2 separate regions of the Sus scrofa genome follow, and region 2 is linked to region 1. Evidence: chromatin contacts called from public HiChIP or PLAC-seq data. All regions are on one chromosome and are shown on one strand. The core of a region is the stretch at or near the end of the contact, and the rest is flanking DNA. Distances in the headings are between cores, read along the strand shown.

What was found. HiChIP or PLAC-seq counts read pairs in DNA pulled down with a chosen protein or histone mark.
Region 2: a contact with region 1 is called in an H3K27ac HiChIP or PLAC-seq map of alveolar macrophages. The contact joins the enhancer-like site here to the promoter of TNFSF8 in region 1. A contact is called at or near these places in 21 of 47 Hi-C or Micro-C datasets (adipocytes, adipose tissue, alveolar macrophages and 13 more) and 2 of 2 datasets of contacts at active chromatin or transcription factors (alveolar macrophages and skeletal muscle).

What each region holds. Positions count from the first base shown.
Region 1 is chr1:255,453,924-255,460,364 of Sscrofa11.1, forward strand. It overlaps TNFSF8 (TNF superfamily member 8), which reads right to left and starts at 5,097. Exons shown (of 5, transcript NM_001025219.1): 1 at 4,903-5,097. The coding sequence starts at 5,097.
Region 2 is chr1:255,525,353-255,532,569 of Sscrofa11.1, forward strand. No RefSeq gene overlaps it. Among named protein-coding and RNA genes, the nearest start is that of TNFSF8, 70 kb to the left of the region's middle. Within about 2 kb of position 2,954, at least 13 of the 83 cell types and tissues checked have an H3K27ac peak or open chromatin away from gene starts, as enhancers often do. A contact at or near this core is called in adipose tissue, alveolar macrophages, fetal liver and 1 more, where this site is marked.

The sequences.
Region 1 (6,441 bases), core at 3,847-6,346:
TCTAGAATGGAGCCTGAGGTTCTGCATTTCTAACAAGCTCCCAGGACCACCTTTTAAACAGTTAACATTCTAGATTAAAACAGATGAAACCTAATGTTTATGACCTAAGAGCGGATTCTGAATTGACAAATGAAATCAGGCACAACAGGTGTGGAGGGCATTTTTGAACAAGTGGGGGAAATTAAAATATAGGCTGTATGTAATTATAATATATTATATTTAATATTAGGTGAGTTAACACTCTTGCTGTGATAACGGCACTGCAGTAAGTGGGAGATGGGTGCTGAAATACATGCGGGTGAAAGGGCATACTGCCTGAAACTCAACTTTCACATATATAGAAAGAGCAGAGATATGGCAAGATATTAATATTTAATGAATTTAGATTAAAGGTTATTTGAGTGCTTACCATTCTGTTTTTCTGTAGGTTTAACATATTTTTAAATAAAACTTTGGGCATAAGACAGGATCCTTCTAATTCTCAGAGGAGGCTTAGATTCTCTTCTAAGCTCCTCTGCAAAACTCTCCTTCATCCCAAGCAGAAATTATCTTCCTCTCCTCTGGTCTATGACATTCAGGTTCAGTGCCATTCTGCCCTAATCTCAAACTCTTGAGTGTTTGGGCCTCATCTCTCCACCTTAGAGATTCTCAGAAACACACTTGAGTCCTTCCCTCATAGCCTAGCACAGGGCTGTCCCCAGAGGAGATTTTCAGTGGACTTTTTGGAGTGATAAACTGAATGCATTGGAAAAGAGTAACTTGGATAGAGGGAAGTATCACAGGGCATTTCAGTTCACCCCTATATTTTATCTGGGTTGAAAAGCAGACCATAAAACCGTATACCAATCACTAACCCTAAACCCCACTCTTGGGGGGAAAGTAGAATGGTATTAGTAAATACAAATTTTTTTTAAACAGCAATTTTCTTTGCTTATAAACAGCAATTTTCTTCTGTCTAGAAAGGGTCTCCTAGAAGACCCAAGGAGCCGCTGTTCTAACCTTGTGGAATGTAAAAGGATCTCTCCAGGGGTGGGTAAGTCCAGGCTCCTGATTTGTAACAGAGATGTCTCCAAGATTGAAGACCTCAGAGCCGCTTGAACTGAAAATACTTAATGGTGTCAACTTTATAGTCTGTCTCTACATAACCCTTGTCTCTGGAGGAGATATGAGACATTTTGTTTTTCTTTTTGCTTTAAACTATGTGAAATTTCATCCTGACATATATGCATGTACTCTGTTGTGGATACTCAACAAGAAATCAGTTTTCTGGGAGTTCCCATCGTGGCACAGTGGAAACGAATCCAACTAGGAACCATGAGGTTGCGGGTTCGATCCCTGTCCTCGCTCAGTGGGTTAAGGATCCGGCGTTGCTGTGAGCTGTGGTGGAGGTCACAGACATGGCTCGGATCTGGCATTGCTTTGGCTGTGGTGTAGGCTGGCAGCTGTAGCTCTGATTAGACCCCTAGCCTGGGAACTTCCATATGCTGTGGGTGCAGCCCTAAAAAAAGACAGGGAGAAAGAAAAAAAAAAAAAAGAAATCCATTTTCTTTCTTTCTCTGTTAATATTAAGATCTGTCTCTTTGTCGGCAGGACTTTTGCTTCCTCAAGAGCAGTGTATTGGTGCAATCTCTTTGGAAGCTGATTGATATTATTTATAGAATTGAAAAATGTACACTCTGTTCCCATCACTGGGAATTTATCCCATAGATAGACTTCAGACAGACACAGGATGCAAAACTTCTAGAGAAAAACATAAGATACTTCACTAGACACAGATGAAATATGAAGTATGATAGAATATTATGTGACTCTTCAAAAGAATAAGCTGGACTCCCATGTATTGGAAAGATCTCCAAGATATACTGTCAAGTTAGTAACAAGATGCAGATTTTTGAGTTTACTATAACGACACGTGTGTACTATATATTTGTCGATGCGTAGATTTCTGGAAGGACATGGAAGAATCTATTGATGGTCCTTATCTCAGGGAAAAGGGATTAGTGGTTGGATGGGGGGAGTGTGAGAGATTTCTACTTTTCTTTTCCTTTGTTCACTATTTACTTTTCTTACAGCACATGAATGTAATATTTTAAATAAATATAATGGCTTAAATATAAGTAAAATGCAGCCATCCCAGAGACATAAGACATCAGTAGGCAATAATTCCGTAAGTAACAGAGATTCCATAAGAAAGCAGAGATTTTGTTGGCTTTGATGAAGGCTCTATACCCATTGCTTAGAACAATGTCCTGCACACAGTAGATGCTCAATAGATATTTGAGGTTGAAACCTAAGTTCCTTCTTTGCCTCTCCCAAGGAATTTGACCTTGGAGTTTTTTGGGCTTCAGGCCAAATCTCAAAGCAGTCTTTATTAATTTTCCTACATGCCCTACACGTCTCTTCTCCATCACTTTTCTCATGCTGTTCCATTGGCCAGGGGTGCTCTGTCCTCTGATTTCCCTTCACCTGTTTGATACTGTACATGCTTCTTAAGCCAAAGTGAAGCTCCAGTCTCTGGTGAAGTCTTTCTTAGACCTGCCTGGGGAAATGTTCTGTCTCCTTAACTTGTGGTCTCATGGTAGCCCTATGTGCCTGTCTTCCATCACGTATTATATTTATGCCTTAATCTTATTTTACATGTTGTCTGTACATGTGCCTTTTTATTTAGAACTGTGACTTCTTGGGCCAATAAAACCATTCTTGTGGTTCTCACCCCTGCTCCTATTTACCCTCACACAAAAAGTGTAATGTGGCCATCAGTCCATTTCATTTTTAATAATTGAGATGTGAGTTTAAGTTCCTTGGCTATCTCCCATTGATTTCTTTACCAGAAGTCCTGTTAGCATCTCTTCATTTGTCTTAAGTTTTATCTGTCCTAAAGCCAACCTGTCCTAAAGTTTTCCTCCTGGAAGCCTTTCCTAATAACTCAAGCTCAAGGGGATAACTCTCTCTTCTTAGCTCTTATGACAGTTAATAGCTGAGCAAATTATTGGAAATGATATGTGTAAAACACTTAACTTTTAATATCACAGTGCTTTTAAGCAAGTAGCTGATGTTTCTCAGGCCAAGAAATCACTGTACATGAAACCCTCCAGTCAGATTGTGAAGTGAATCTTTTCGTGTCCCAGCAGAAGGGTAGGTCAAGGAAGGCAGATGCCAAGAAGATAAGACTCTCAAAAGAAGAGCAGGAACCAAGTTTCTTAGTGATTCTGGGGCCATCTACATTGTCAAAGGGGACGGTCATAAAGAGTCAGACAGTCTTGACTGCACCACTTTCTCAGGACAATTTAAGGTCAAGCCTTTGTCTGTCCCCTTTCTGTTCCTCATTTTCCACATTTTCAAAAATGGGGCAGAAAGATCCACTCCAATTCCTTCATGGAAAGACTCAATTCAACCCAAAGTTAAGATTTGAATAAGGACCATTTCGGGGTTCTCTCTAGCTTTACATGTTACCACCACACCCTGTATCCCCATCAGCTCTCTCTCTCTTTCTCTCTTCCTTTCTTTCTCATAGCAGTTCTAGCTGCAAACTTTAAAGAAATTTGCAAAGAACACTTTGATTTCTTTTCTTCGGCTGTTGCTATAAAATAATACACTCCTGGTTTACTTACAATTAGAATTACAGAAATGATAGACCCTGTACAGAAAAAAAGGGTCCTAGAATATTTTCAAGAGTGTTATTACCAGTAGATGTAGATGAGAGCATTAAATGATGAATATTATAAATCCTACAATCTAAATCAAATGCTGTCAATTCTGTTTTCTTTCACTTTAATGCAGCCTCAGTTCTTCATTTAAATTTCAAAGCTTGATGACGATTGAGAAACAGATACCAAAGCCTTTTAAGCTTCATTCTTTTTAGCAATCAATGAGTTAAAGAGCATTCAACCCAAGGCAGCTGAAGGAAACCAGAACAAATTCTGCAGGATTGTAATACCATGAAAAATGGGAGCTTTGAAGGAATAGATAGACATGTACTTACTGTAGCAGGGTGGGGGTACAGTTTTTAAACTGTCAAAATTTAAAAATTCAATATATACTATCACTGCCGTATTTTCTTTAAAATACATGCTGGTGGATTCTCTATAAAGACCAGTTTCCTAAAATATGAAGAAGCTTCCTTCTTCATCTGTCTGTTTTCACAACAGATCTTACCATTTACTTTAAAAAGAAAAAAGGGTAAATTTCCTGAGGCAGTTTGACTCCACAGTGTTGTACCCATAATTGCTTGTAGTTTTAGAATTCTGAGCAGTCTCAGAGGGAACAGGTGTGAAAAATATTTGTGTTCTGCCTCTGTGCTCTATGTTTTTGTGACACTCTAAGCTCTTCAAAGCAGTGGCTTGGAAGGAAGTTTTCAATTTGTCTTGTGAGCTTTAACGCTGAAATGCCCAAACTCTGAGGAGCCCTGGTTTTCTCTCTTGCTTCCTTCCCTTACAGGTTTTGGCCTCTGAAACTTAGCTCCTGGTTTAAACACCTCTTAGCCCTGGATGAAGCCTCCAAAATCTCAGGGACATTTGGACTGAGAATACAGAACCTTGGAATCTGGTCTGAAAACACCTAAGACGTGATACCAGTGTGTTATCACGTCTCCTTATTGCTTCCTTCCTTGATACCAGTCTCTGGATCAGCAACCTTTAAATATCTTAATTGCTCTAGGCTGATAGCTCCTCTCCCTTCTCTTGGCTCACGTGAGCCTGGAAAGTTGGAGAAGAGGGCTTGACAGAGTTTTCTCTCAGAAAGCCATGTTACTTGGAAGGGTTAAGTTCCCATTTCTCTGCTCCCTTTCTCTACATGATGCAGGCTTTTTTTTTTTTTTTTTTTTTTTAAGCTTATCCCCAAGTCTCTGTGGAGAAAACGGAACATAAATCAGAAAGGAAAGGCAAAGAAGAGAAGTCCACTTACCGTCTTCTGAACTACCAGCACCATAATGGTCACCACGGCAAAGACGAGACACAGAGCCAGCGAGGCCGTGGTGAAATAGAAGTAACCGCGGCTGGAGGTTCCCAGGTGGCTGGTGACGGAGCCTGCGGGCACATGCATGGCTGTGTCTTGAGAAGGGGCCAGTGGGTTGAATGCTTGCTGGAGCCCTGGGTCCATTCTTATATAGCCTTCCCCACATCACACCTTATCTCTCCTCATCTGAGTCGGTCTGGGCCCATCTCTGTTCCAAGAAGGATTCTCCCCCTGCATCCTGGATCATGTGACTTGGAAAAAAACCTTCACCGGCCGCCACACGAAGAAGAAACTCTTCTCTGGGGGCGTGAGGTGAAGGGTGGCAGCAGGGGTGGGGGAGAGGCTCATTTTTCATCGCCAGGGATTAATTTGAGTGAAGAGAAACTGTAGCTACAGAGAAGGTGGCTGATGTCACAGGGTGAATAGGAAAATGACGGTTTCCCTACCCTGGGGTGTGTGTGTGTCTCTGTGTGTGTGTGTGTGTGTGTGTGTGTGTGTGTGTGTGTGTGCGCGCGCAAAGCAACTTCTGTTTGAGTCAGTCTCAGACACAAAACGCCTTCCTGACTGAGAAATTGCACATTAGCAAGGGCTGCAGCAGCTCAGAGGTGCTCATCAGAAAATGTCTCTTTGCTGGGCCTTGGGGAGACTAGCTTCCTTGGGCTGCAGTAGAGTGACCAGAAGAATTGATGATATTGGCTCCTGCTAAAAACTGGAAATACTACTAGATATCTGGGAAGGAAGAGCCCACAAATCTGGAGATTTATCCAAAGGGTAACAAGCTTATGGCGGTATGAAATTCGGGAACAGATTCAGAGATACTTTCTGAGTATCACTGATCTTTTGAAGACCCTTTTCAGAAACACTGATCTTTTGTACAGAAGTTCCTGCAGAGTGTATTGCAGTCTGTTAAATTTGCAGATAAACTTGGACTTGCTGTAAACCTCAGAAAAAGGGGAAGGAATTGGCAGTGAGGGTGGGGGTGGGGAAGTGGTAATGGTGCAGAATGTGTGTGGGGGGTTCCTCTGTGGTGTGTGCATGTGCTGTGCCTGTAGGTGGTGGGTGTGTGGCACGTGTATGCTGTGCATGTGTGGTTTGCCTTCATGACAGGAGGTGCGTGTTTGTGATGTGTGTGTGTGAGTGTGAGAGAGAGACTACTACAGTTGAACGATCATCCTCTGTTTCCAGCACAGTGCTAGGAGATTTAGAAGTTGTCTCACCTCTGCCCTCCGAGGCAGATATTTCTTTTTTCCAGATGGGAAAATTGAGGATCAGAGAGGATAAACAGAGTCTCTGTCAAAGTTGCAGATGTTGATCAATGAAATGCCTTGGGTGCACAAGCCATCCCTGGCTGGCCTCTGAACGCACACTAAATCATTCAACATGTCTTTGCACTGGAAGGATGAAAACCTGAGGGCCTGTCTCAGCCCTACCCCCTCGTTGGTCTTGGGTCCTTGTCTAAATCATTCCACCCCGCCTCTTTTCCCCATC
Region 2 (7,217 bases), core at 1,704-4,203, 69 kb after region 1:
CTGCAGTAGGAACATTCTGGACACCTGGTATGAAATAACTGACTGAACCAGAGATACGGCAGGGACATGACACCCCTCTGTTTCTTCTCTGAACCATCACCAAGAGCCAGGTGGTGATGGTTCCCTCCAACATCGGGTGCCCCAGCTTCTGTGACTGCCTGATCTCTGGATGGCTTTGGGCATAAGGATTTCTTTTATTCGAGAGCCATTTGTCCCCATGTGGATTTCACCTTTGGACCCTCGTTCCTCCCTCTGTCACCCAACAGAAGACGTCTGCTCTCTCCTTTCCATGACAGACCCTCAGAGATGCTGAGACAGAAATTATGTCTCTGCTCATTATCCCATTTTTTCTCTCTAAAGGCGTGGGGGTTCTAGTCTTCTCAAGACGCTGATTGTCAAAGTGTGCACCATTCTAAGACAACCGTGCAGTGACTGTGTTCCGGCTCCACGTCCTCGGGGTGTGAACACAGCAGAATAGGCCCGGCCCCCATGGAAGTTGTCGCCACTCTGCAGAGGGTCGCACTGAGTTGGGAGCACTTTGCTGCCTTGAGGCAGGCTTGTGGGTAGAATAGGTGCCTTTTCACACCTGACTTTGATACTCCCCCGAAGGGTGTCCTTCTGCCTCCATTAAGCTGGGTCTGCGGTGTCCCTCCTCCCAAATTCCCTTTGCCCAGCAGGGGCCAGTGGCTCTCTCTCCTCTGCCATGATTGTGGGGAAGGATGTCCGCAGAGAAGCTGAATGCCTCTGGGGATGATCCAGGCCTCATGTTGCGCTGGAGAACAGAGGCACTTTGTGTGTGTGCAAGTGTGTGTGTGTGCAAGTGTGTGTGTGTGTGTGTGTGTGTGTGTAGGGCCGCACCCGCAGCATATGGAGGTTCCCAGGCTAGGGATCTAATCAGAGCTGCAGCTGCCGGCTTACGCCGCAGCTTACGGCAACGCCAGATCCTCAACCCACTAAGCAAGGCTAGGGATCGCTTTCTCATGGATACTAATCGGGTTTGTTAACCGCTGAGCCACAATGGGAACTCCCCGTGACACTTTTTGGAGAAGCTTTGAACCCATAACCTGGTGAATCCAGTTTAGTGATGTTCTCGCCATACCTGGAAAACCCCCTCTCTTTCTTTTTCTCTCTTTAGTGCTTAGGAACCTTTTAAAGTTAATGCTTGTAAATAAAAGGCTTGAGAGGTCAGCTGCTTTCACCCACGTCCCATCAATCCCAGAGGAAGGATGGCTCTCAGTGTGGTGGGGAGGCAGGGCCACTGGCCAAAGTTGGGACGATGCTTTCCAGGAGACCATGTGTGTGGAAAGTCCCTGGAAAAGTCCTTCTAACTGGGCATAGATCAGGCTCTATCTCTCAAGTGACTGATATTTGTGGTGGTTTTTTCCTTCTAAATCCTGCTGGATTTCTTCCTCCTTGGTTGTGAGACATTCTCAGCCCTTAGCCTGTCCCTCCCTAAGAGAGGCTGCCCTCTGGGGCTTTTGAGAGAGCAATTCCTCTCCTATTTCTTTAAATCCCACCATTAGGTTCTGACCTGTTGAGGCGATGATGTGGGTGAGCAGAAACCGAATCCAAATCTGTATGGACTGCATGGCCACTGAGGAAGGTCACTTCATCTCTGAGTTTGTTTCCACTTAAAATGCTGATCTGGGAACAGATTCAGCACTCAGTGAGTTGAGTAGAAAGATAAGGTGAGGCCAGTAGGGACCGATCACCTCTCCCCCAGGTCTGGTCACCTGTTCCATTTAACATGCACTGACAGAAACAACACAACAGGTGCTGCTGGGTGCTGGAGGTGCAGCAGAGAGGAAGCACCCACAAAGTCCCTGTTGTCATGGAGCTAGATTTCTAGAAAACATACAGGTAATTAAGTAAACCTGGAGTGTGTCCCATGGAAATATGTGCTACAGGGAAAAATAAAGAAGAGTCCTGGGGAAGGGGGGCGCGGTGTATGTGCGTTTGTTTTTGCGTGTCTGAGTGTGCAGGTGTGGGTTTATGTAGGAACTGAGCGAAAGACTCGTTGAGAAGGTGACCTTGGGAAAACATCTGAAGAACGTGAGCCATCAGGGAGTGTGGTGAGAGAGGGGTGGCACGTTGGTTCCACTGGGGAAGCCTTCAGGCACAGATCACTCAGGGCTTCGAAGACCCCTGCACCTTGGGCCTTAACTCTGAGCCAGAGTCCGGCTTTGGAAGGTTTTAACTGGCAGAATGAGAGGACATGACTCAGCATTTCGGGAGGATGGCTCTGGGACGCAAGCCCTGCTGACAGAGGGTCTTTGGCTTCATTTTCAGTGCTGTCCAAGCTGCTCCGGATAATCTGGAGGGATCACTCTCTGAACCATGCTTTAGAGGTGAAGAGAAAGTAAAACCAAACAACTAAGGGTGGCAGGAACCAGCCCCCATTTCTAGACTTGCTTTACCTTGTCTGCAGAGTGAAGCTGTGGGGAAGGAGGACAGAAGTCTTGTCACTGTGGGGCCAGGGACAAGCCAAGGGGACGAGCATAGGACAGTAGAAAACGTGAGCTTAGCCTTCACAACCAGCCATCGGGTATTAGTACATAAAAGTGAATTGGTGATGGGCAGCGATCCAGTGAAGCCATTACACCTGCTAGAGAAGCGGGGAGGTCCTCGCCCGGTGTCCTTGGAGAATCTGAGTGGGGATTGGACTTACAAGCCGGAAGCCCTCCCTCCCTGTCCCTACTGCCTGTCTCCCCACCTTCCCCACAGTGTACCTTTGCGAGAGGTCATAAACAAGAGGGTTTGTGGTTGTGGACCAGAGGTTTTGTGTAGCAAGGGGGAGGTAAGAACAGAAAAGGCGCCTGGCATATGCCCTGCTGCCCTGGGCTGGGCGTGAGCCCATCCTTGAAAGAGGAATTAGAGTGGCGGTGGAGAAGGTGTTTTCCCCCAAGTGTCTGTGAGCCTGGGAGCCCCATTGACCTCATGCAAGAATGTGCTCTCCTAAAGCTGGGGGAGGCTGCCATCTGCTGGTTCAAGGGAAAGACCAGTCTGGGAGTTTTCTCCTGGCCAAGCGCTGCCCATTTTCTTTTTAAAATCGTCGCAAATTCTCATTAGTATAGATCCTCTGATTCTCACTTTTAGGAATGCTCAGAAAAATTAAGTAACTAGACCCAGATCATTCAGGAATTGGAAAACTTGATTTTTAAGCTCAGTTCTGACTACAAACATGATTACTTGTGTTGAGAAAGTATTTTTTTTTAAAACCATGTGCTTAAACGTTTATTTTAATTCTTACAAAATGCTGTAGAAATGAACCCAAACTGAACATAAATGTACATGTACATACGTGCAAAATTTTAAACTTCTGAAAAAGAACCTGTGAAAGTAGATGGTTAAAATAAAGAACAAAACAAACTTAAGAAGGTTTAAAACCAGCATTATGACACTGACATTGAAATTGTTGTAAAGCTGTCCTTATGATCACATGTGCTCGCAAGCTAAGCTTTGTGAGAGAACCAGCAAACAGAGGTGTTGCATGTGTGCTGAGTGGAAGAGTGGCTTCAGGAGTAGACACGGGGTGAGTGTTCCTCAAGGCACCGAAGCCCAAGGAGGGGTCAGCAGCCCTGGTGTCAGTCCCAGCTCTGGCACTTCCAGGCCTGTGGACTTGGAGAAGTCATCTCACTGCCTCAAAGTCCAGCCGGTTAACCTGGAACTGCAAATACACGGGGCTCATGTGGGAGCTACTTATTTTGAGTATGTGTGTGTATGTGTTATTTCTGTAACATATTAAAATCTATTTTCCAGTCTTGGTGGGATTGGAGCGATTCTCAAGAGGACAGCTTTTCCCTGCTTCCCTTCCAAGCTCTAAATTCCTTTGCCGGGCTCTCTGGGGAGGGAGGAGGACAAGGGGGTAAGCCCTCTGCTGGCTGCAAATAACCCACACCAGCCCAAATCTGGCAAGATGCACCCTGTGGACCAGGTAGGCAGACGGGCAGATGCCTTTCTGTACAGCATTGAGCTTTCTAAAGGGCCGCCCTGGTTATGTCACTCCTGGCCTGAACACCTTCAGCGCTCTCACCTGTCTCAGAGGGTGCAAAGCCTTTCAGGCAAGGCTGTACCATTGTCACCCTTGGTGACCAGCTGCAGCCTTCCCCGGCATTGTCACAGCCCTTATGTTGGCCACAGTAACCTTGAGGGAGCCCTGATTCTCCAGCCCGTTCTGCCCAAATTCTGACAGGTTGTACCGTGTGTACCTGGGCCCCTGCAGCCATCCGCGATCCTGAGCTCCTGGGGCCTTTTCCCCAGCTCCCCACAGCCCTGATTAGGCTGGCTTAACTGAAATGACGAGGAAAAGCCCCCCATAGGAATTGAGGACAGCTCAGAACTAGGAGTGTGGACAGGGAGAGGCTCTCTGAGACCCCATGTGCTATGGATTTTACTTTTTAAACACTGCTGAGAACCGGAGGCTCCATCACCTTTGACCTGGACTGCCGCAGTGACCTCCTCACAGCTCTCTCCCACGTGAACCTCGGCCCAAATACGGACTACAGCAAAGAGATGGTTAAAGAAAAAAAAAAAAAAAAAAAAAGCATGAGGATAATGCTCCTGTGCTTAAAATTCCTTAGTAGTTTCTTCCTGTATTTAAGGAAAAGATCAAAATCCTTATTCTGGACCAAAAGTATCTGCAGATCCCAGTTCCTGCTGGAAATGCTTGGCTCTCTGTCACCCCTGCCTCCCTCGCTGGTTAACTCCTTTCTTATCATTTAGATCACGATTCCCATGCCTTTCCTTGGGGAAGCCATCCGGGTCGGATCCTCGTAGGTGTTCTCCTGGGGTCTTCTATTTGCTTCCAAAGCCTGCCTTCAGTTTGCAAGTTACACCTCCGCCGGTCTGATAGGAATGTATAACTCACATTGCCAGCCTCTCCCTGGCATGGAGGCTGCCCGAGGGGTTGTTTTGTTCATTTAGTGCAGGGCACAGGGGGTTACTCAGTACTGACTTGTAAATGAGAAGGGAAGTGAGAATCTTGAGAGCCCCCTGGATACACTGGAGTCGGCGAGGTTGGGGGGAGAACGGCTTGAGAGGGGCAAGGCGAGAAGGCAGAAGGTGGGACGGATTGTAGACCCAGAGAATAGGCCCGTGTGGGGGGCACTGTGATGGTGTTGGTGGAAGAAGCCAGCCTCAGAGGCTCCTTGGTTTGCATTCCTCGCTCAAGGTTGAGTCCCTCTGCAGTTACCCAGTGGGCCAAGCTCAAGTTCCCTGCCCTGGCTGCCGTGGGGAGGAGAGTGTTTTCCCCACGGCTTCCATGGTGGGAGGAAGGGTTCTCACCAATGGGAAAGTTTCCAAAACCAGAGAGGAGTTTGAATGGTGGGACGCCATCCAATGACCAAGGTCCACTCCAGGGAGCGAGGCGGGAATAGGGGCGTCAGGTGGTCACAAGAGTGGTACTGAGCACCTGGCACTCCCCGAGGGCTGGCCTGCCTGTCAGGGCCCCTGAGAAGAGTTTAAAGAGCAGGACTATTTCCAATGGCACGGGCAGTATGGAGGAGACCCATGAGGGCTAGCGTAGCCCCCCAGGGAGGAGCAGAGACCATCGGGAGGCCTGAAGGGGCAAGTGGGCATAGCAGTTGTCTGAAGCCTCGTGTGGAGGTAGTCAGTTGACAGGTGCTGCGCCTCTTATGAGGGAAACTCACCAGCATGATGCCAGCCCACCATGACCCGTAGAGATGGAGCTGGAGGACCAGTGCCCTGACTCTCCTTCCCGCCCCCTTCTCCAGCAGTCTCCTCCCTTCAATGTCCATGTGCTGCCCATGGAAGCCTGAGGGCAGGCGGGTCCATTGATCTAGTTCAGGTAGGGTAGCCCTTGGGACACAGAACAGGAAGGAGGTGTACAGATGGCAGAGGGGCAGAGGGAAGACCGAACACCCTGGGAGTTAATTCTCCATGAGAGCCTTGGAGTGCTTCATGAACTTGAGCTTGGACTGGGAGGGTAGAGTAGGATTTCAGGAGACCTTTCAAGATGAAGAAGGCTGCTTGAATGGAGCCACGGAGCTGGCCACTGAAGGGTGTTTGAGAAGCCCTGAGCTCACACTTCTGGCCAGAACCTGTGGAGCAGACAATGTATACCTACTGGGCAGGTTTCTAATGCCATGGCCTCAGACCTTCTGCCTACCTGGCCTCCACGTGGAGGCATCTATGACCTTCCAAAGGCCATGATTAAGGACTCTTGTTTGATGTGGCTTCTTCACCAAGAGAATTTGATTCTTGTGTGGCCTCTGGGGAATTCCTTACCAGCTTAGTTATATCTCTTTTTTGGGAGGGGCTGGGTTGGGAACTCCTAAATCAGCAGCCAGTAGAGGGTTAAACCTCCCATGTAAGGTTTGGTTGTTACAGGGAGCCAGTTTGTTTGGGTTAATACAGCAAGGCGAGTGTTGCTATGGCTGGATTGTAGGCAACAAGTCTTATGATCTGGAACAGCAAACTGTGTATATAACATGACAGCATTTATTAAAGCAAGATAAACTCAGCAGCAAAGGATCTGGCTGGAGCCACACATTCCTGCGATCCTGGCTTCTGAAGCCATCACATTCCATTTGAGTGAGGCCTATCAGCCCAAACATTTTCATTAAATAAGTCGATTTGTTGAAAATTCCTAAGAGAATGAACTGAGTATTGCCCCCCCCCCACTCCCACATCTGTATTTAAAAGAGAAATGTATCATGTGCGGTTCTGACTCACATTCACTGAGTACAAACAGATCTGCTTTGCCAGGCCGTGGGTTCCCCCATGAGCAGATGTATTCAGGCCAGACTGGGTGACACAGGGCTCCCTTCCTTTTAGGGGCCGATGAGTGCAGGAGAAGGACACAGTCCTAGCAGACATTCTTTCTAATTCACCAGGTTGCAGGAGCCTGATGAAGGATCCAGATAGCTGCCCCACACCCCTCATTGTGCAGCACTACTCTGTCACCATGGCACCCGTGTCCTCAGGGAAGGAGAGGTTTTCATCAGGGGCTTGGGGCAGAGCAAGAACACTGGGGCCAGAAGCCCTGAGTTTACATCCTGGTTCCATTGTTAATTGGGGAAGTAGCCACTGGCAAGTCCTTGCACTCCTGGTAACCCCAGTCCACTACACACACACATTTTTTTTTTTTTTGGTCTTTTTGTCTTTTCTAGGGCCACTCCCGTGGCATATGGATGTTCCCAGGCTGGGGTCCAATCGGAGCTGTAGCCACCAGCCTACGCCAGAGCCACAGCAACGAG